Regions from separate parts of the Mus musculus genome. Here region 1 is linked to region 2. Evidence: chromatin contacts called from public promoter capture Hi-C data. All regions are on one chromosome and are shown on one strand. Each heading gives the region's core, a stretch centred on a gene start, on an enhancer-like site or on the middle of the called end of the contact. The rest is flanking DNA. Distances are from core to core; before and after follow the strand shown. Region 1 overlaps Pld1 (phospholipase D1). Region 2 overlaps Fndc3b (fibronectin type III domain containing 3B).

Region 1 (2,700 bases), core at 93-2,592, 280 kb after region 2:
GAAACTAGGTCTCCGGTTGGTGGAACTGTTAGGGAAGGATTGGGAGGCATGGCCTTGGCGGAGGACGTATGTCACTGGAGTGAGCTTTAAGATTTCAAGAATCCGTGTCCTTCCCAGCCATCTCTCTGCCTTATGCTTGTGGATCAAGATGTAAACTGCTCCAACACCATGCCCGCCTGTCTGCTGTCATGCTGCCTGACCTCCTGGAACTGCACGCCCCTAAGAACCTCTTTCTTCTCTAAGTTGCCTTGGTAATGGTGTCTAATTACAGCAAAGGAAGCACTGAGGGACACGGGAATCCCATACTTAAATCCTGTAGGGAAGGAAGGAAATTTTCTAGGTGAGAAGGGAAATTATTCTGGGCTTGTTGCCCATTGAGTTCCTTCTTCCATTGAGTGGACCTGGGAGTTACACTTTCTTCCTTCCTGTATAGCCACACGGAGGGGGGTGGGGGTGGGGGGGTGGGGTTGCCTGCAGCATTCAGGTCAGCAGCAGGACAGTACAACTCTTCTGGTCCAGAAGTCCAGGGATGTAGCTGAGCGTGACCTTGAATCTCTTATTCTCCTCCCTCCACCTCCAAAGTGCTAGGATGAGAGATACGTTCCACCAAGATGAGTTTTTGGGACATGGTGATCAAGGCTGGCGCTTTGTGCAAGGTTTGTAAGGATCCTACAAATGAGCTACATCCCTAAGCTGCTTCAACTTTTTTTTTTAACTCATAAATTTCTCTATAATTAAAGCTAAATTATCATGATTGAAAAAAAAAAGGACACATAATTGAAGGTGAGCAGCCTGTGGACTGAATGACTTGTTAGGCAGTCCAACTTGAGACAGAATTTGCTTGGAATTTATACTGTTTTGTGTAAAACCACAATGATGTAGAGATCTTAAACAGGCTGGAGAGAGAACACTTGCTGTTCTCTCAGACAACCAGAGCTGGGTTCCCAACACCCTCATGGCAGCTCACAGCCACTTGTAACTCCAGTTCCAGAGGATCTGACCGGCTCTTCCAGCCTCCTCTGCCATTGGCACACACAAGCGCATTCAAACATGTGCACATACACATAGAGTAAAAATACAACATAGCTTTTAAAACACTGAATATATACTTTAGAGAGTTTTAGACACATGTACTTTCAATTGTGTGGTGTAAATTCTCAAAATGAGGTTACGTTTTCAGGGGTTAGACTAGATTTCAAAGTAATTTGCAGAAGTTAAGGAAATAAGCCTATAAAAGTGAGAGAAGCAAAATAAACTCACCACACAGGAGGAACCCTGACAGCTGCTGTAGACCGGGGTAGACATAGCAACAATGAGTACCATTGTCCTTTCCGGTCATCCTGGCAACACGAGTCACAGATCAAATAACCAATGCCAGTTGGCAGGCATGGAGGGCAGAGGACAAAGCCCCATGTTAGCTCGTCCCTCTAATTCCAAACTAATTGCTTTAGCAGAGGCTTCTGTTTGGGTTATGAGTGATGGAAAATTAAACAGGTGTATACTGTAAACCTCATAATTCACACGTTGACAACCAGAAGGGCTGTGACTGTGAATAGAGCCTGCGGAGAGGGTGGGGTGGTCACTAAGCTCTACCCTCACTGGGCTGTGACTGGAGTGGTGACGAGGGTGGACACTCCTGGACTCATGGCTGAGGATCCACTGTGTGGGTAACAGTTACCTCAAGCCAACAGGGTCTGGCTCAGCGTGGGGGTCAGAGAAGATATTGTTTTACAGGGCAGCTTCTGCTGAGGTCCAAGCAGAAGTTGAGTTGCCTGCCTTCAAGTCTGAGTCACTGAGGATCAGGTACATGAGGAAGGACATTGCTTGTATCAGTGGAGGGATGAATCTGGTTTTGAACTCTGCAACCAAATCCAAGTCATAGCATAGTGAAAACCATATTTGCTTTCTATTTTATTATTGTGGGGAAACCACACCATGGCATACATATGGAGGTCTGAGGACAACTGTGTGGTGTTAGTTCTGTCCATCCATCTTTTCATGGGTCCTGAGGATTGAGCTCAGACCACCAGGCTTCCAGGCAAGCACCTTTACACAATGAATCACCATCTCTCCCTGGGTCTCCTTTTCTGAATGCCATTCCTAAGAAACGTCTTATGACTTCCTCTTTCTTTTTTAATATTAATTTTTTATTTTTAATGCAGAGTCTCATGTAACTCGGGCTAACCTCTTTGAACTTAGTATTTAGCTAAGGATGACCTTAAACTTTAATTTACATATTATTTTATCTTTTTCTATCTGTAGGATTGTATGTGGTATGAGCTGGATGTGCATGCAAATGTGCATGTGTGTGAGTGTAGACATTCACCTGTGTGGACACCAGGGGGAGAATCTTGGTTGTTATCCTCACCTTCCACCTTGTTTGAGATGGCAGTTTCTTGTTTTTCACCTCTGTGTATGCCAGGCTGGCTAGGTGGCCCAGATGTCTAGGGATTTTCCTGACTATACCCGTCTTCCCATGCCCCTCCCCGAGAGCATTGGGATTGCAGATGTGCACTACTGCATCTGGAGTTCTGGGGATGCTAACTCCCATCTTCATGCTTGTGTGGTGAGTGCTTACCCTTATTTACTTTTACATTCATTCATCCAACATTGTATGTATGTGTGTGTGTCTGCTACCATGTGTATAGAGGGTAGAGGACAGGTGGCAGAGTTTGTTTGGTTCTCTTCTTCTACCATGTG
Region 2 (2,935 bases), core at 106-2,605:
GGGCAGAGTTCTGTGGTGTGCACCTGTAATCTCAGCACTGAAGGATCAAGAGGATCACTGTGAACTTGAAGCCCCTGGTCCGCTCTGTGGCTGTCCTACAGTCCTACAGAGGACTATATAGCCAGCCTTAGTTCAAAACAAGGTGGGAGGCGGGGAGAAGGTGGGGGTGGGGGGGAGACACGCAAGCAAATTTTGGTGTCTCTTACCCAAAATTAATTAATTAAATCTTCACTTGTAGGTGATAGTGGTAAAGCATTTGAGAAACAAGCCCAAGTGACTAAACACAAACAGACAAAAGGAACTGAAGAGAAGGCTCAGGGGTAGGAGTGCTTCATGCAAGCATCAGGATCAGAGTTCAAATCCCCAGATCCACCTAAAAGCCTGCTGCGGCCACAGGCTCCTGTAACCACAGCACAATGGGAGGTGGGACAGGAGGACTGTTGTGTTTGTGGCTGCCAAGCCAGCTCCGGGTTCAGGGAGGGTCCCTGTCTTAAGAGAATAAAGCAGACAGTGGCCTCCACCCCAGATATATATGTGTGCATACACACATTCACAAATGAAACACTCTACTCCTGGAGTTGAAATATATTTCTTTTCTTTACATCTTGTGTGGAAAACAACTTGATACAAACGAAACACTCTTACACATTAACCTTTCTTCCCGTTGTCATGAAGGATGTACAACCAACCAGGCCAGCCTGGCAGCTAAGACAAGCTCCCTCTGAGGAGGGGACCAATGACATCAGAGCATTAGAGACCACTTCTGTGGGGTGCTGCCTGTGTCATACACATCCACACAGGAAAGGGATCTTAACCACTCGCACCCATGTCCTTCTGCACTGTGACCAGGTCCCTGTGCAGGAACACAAATGATCCTTGGGTGGTGATCCTTACAGCATCCACACGGGCTTTTTGTCCACACAAACTTTACAAGGACAGAACCCAGCAAGGCCTCACTACAGACTCTGTCCTCAACTCACCTCCCATGAACTCACTTTCTAAAGATGGAGTACAGAGCTAAGTACTTCTAACAAAGGAAGCATTTAAGGCTGCCAGCTTGCCAGGTTTAGCCTTGGCTGTCCAGGAAGGTCCAGGCTCCAGGCTCCTCTGAATCTTGAGGTCACCTTTAATTAACTGCAGGAGCCTCTCTCCAGCAATAAGGAGTCCTGTATGTCCCAGACCTCTGGCTGCTTTGGTATAACCAACATCACCACACAGTTCACTGTGAAAACAGAGACAGGTCAGTAATTGGAATGTGTTTGCTTTTCCAGGTGCAAATTAGGGGTGCAGCATCTCACTCCACAAAGCAGCTCAACTCAAAGACACAGAGGTGACCTTCATGAGAGTGAAGAGTCTCTCTGGGGTAGCACGCGACATGTCTGCACACTGTGCCGCTTCACCAGCGCCTCTCTAAGGAACTACCTCCATCCTCCCACGCTCCGGTGTCTCACAGATGGCTTTCTGGGAAGCCTACTTCTGTCCTCCTCATTCTCCCTTCCTAAACTTAAGTGGGTAGTGCAGAAAACAACCCAGGAAAAACAGCTCCCTCTTGGGAGAGCTTCAGAATAGTATTATTTTATTATACCAAAACTATAAATTTTAGGTTTCTGGGCAATAGACAAGTTGAGCACATGAGAGGCCTTCAGTTTTGCTTGGCCTTAATATTCTGCTCCCTGGGAACACAAATACACACTGTTCCAAGCCCAGTGAAACATGCGAAATAATAAACGTGGAACCAGGTATGATTGCTTTGGTGGGATTACATGCCTGCCATCCCAACACCTCAGAGGCCAGAGGCTGAAGCAGAAGCATCAAGAGTCTGAAATTACCCTAGGCCATAAAGCAAGTTCTAAGCCATCTTGGGCCATATGACAAACCTTGATTTAAAATATATATAATAATAGCACACACATATATTATGTAATATGTATATACATGTGTATATTACATAAGTTATATTACATATATGTGTATATATTATATGATGTGTATGTATGTGTGCGTATATATATGCATGTGTGTATATACATATACATATACATATATGTAATATATGGTTACAATTTCTGAACTGGGTCCAGTTACAAGAAAAAACTTTTTAATCAAAGGCCACATTTTTAGCAAACAGAAATTTTCTAAATCAGCAATCTGAGTTGGGGAAAGTCCACAAACCTTTTTGAGAACTTTGATTTTTCTAAAATAGTAATAGATGAACAAATAAGTGTTTATTTCCTTGAGTTAAAAAAAAATCAACACAACGATAGGAACTCAAAATGTCTATAATTAGCAAGATTCTTCAAAGAAGCATCCCAGCTCAACCTGGGAATGCAGTGGTCAACACGAGGACCCTGCCTCAGGTTAAGTGCTTACACATAGCACATAGGCCCTGGGTACCATCTCAGCATCACCAAGGAAAGAAGGGAGGGGAGGAGGGAAGGGAAGGGAAAACCCAATTTAAATCAGCAGTCACCCCTATAGTCCAGAGAGACAATGAGACAATCTGAGTTTCCCAAGACGCAGAAGTCCAACAATCAACAACCCTGAAGAGGACATGCTGTGGAAAGTTGTAGATGTTCAAACTTGAGAAAACGATAACCTATCTAACATGATAGCACTGGAACGCACTGATCATGGCCAAAGAACTGGACATTTTCCCTTTAGTAATCCTTAAGCACAATGTGGCTGCTCTTCACACTCCTCCTCAACATAGGACTACGGCTCGAGCATCTTTTCCTATTGCTTGGAAAGTATAGCTTTCCTCTTGAGACAAAAGGTCACAAAAATGACCAGCCATGCATAAACACTCATGTGGTGGTGTTCGCCGAGCCACTTGATATACAGTAATGTTTATATAGAGTATACAATATACAGTTATATACGGTTATAGTCAAGAGAAACTATACCCACTTAGAGAACACGCTGTACACTACTGCCA

What was found. Capture Hi-C pulls out chosen DNA fragments and counts their contacts.
Region 1: a contact with region 2 is called in a promoter capture Hi-C map of pancreatic islet. The contact joins two enhancer-like sites. A contact is called at or near these places in 4 of 39 promoter capture datasets (the 3T3-L1 cell line, hippocampal neurons and liver), 1 of 15 datasets of contacts at CTCF or cohesin (the NIH/3T3 cell line), 10 of 484 Hi-C or Micro-C datasets (3T3-L1-derived adipocytes, the N1E-115 cell line, cortical neurons and 5 more), 8 of 115 datasets of contacts at active chromatin or transcription factors (astrocytes, bone marrow-derived macrophages, embryonic limb bud and 5 more) and 3 of 9 other capture datasets (adipose tissue, macrophages and pancreatic islet).

Annotation. Positions count from the first base shown.
Region 1 is chr3:27,976,884-27,979,583 of GRCm38.p6, forward strand. All of the region lies in intron 2 of Pld1 (phospholipase D1), which reads left to right. Among named protein-coding and RNA genes, the nearest start is that of Pld1, 40 kb to the left of the region's middle. Within about 2 kb of position 1,343, at least 34 of the 459 cell types and tissues checked have an H3K27ac peak or open chromatin away from gene starts, as enhancers often do. A contact at or near this core is called in pancreatic islet, where this site is marked.
Region 2 is chr3:27,697,451-27,700,385 of GRCm38.p6, forward strand. The region is part of intron 1 of Fndc3b (fibronectin type III domain containing 3B); the gene reads right to left. Among named protein-coding and RNA genes, the nearest start is that of Fndc3b, 12 kb to the right of the region's middle. Within about 2 kb of position 1,356, at least 21 of the 459 cell types and tissues checked have an H3K27ac peak or open chromatin away from gene starts, as enhancers often do. A contact at or near this core is called in pancreatic islet, where this site is marked.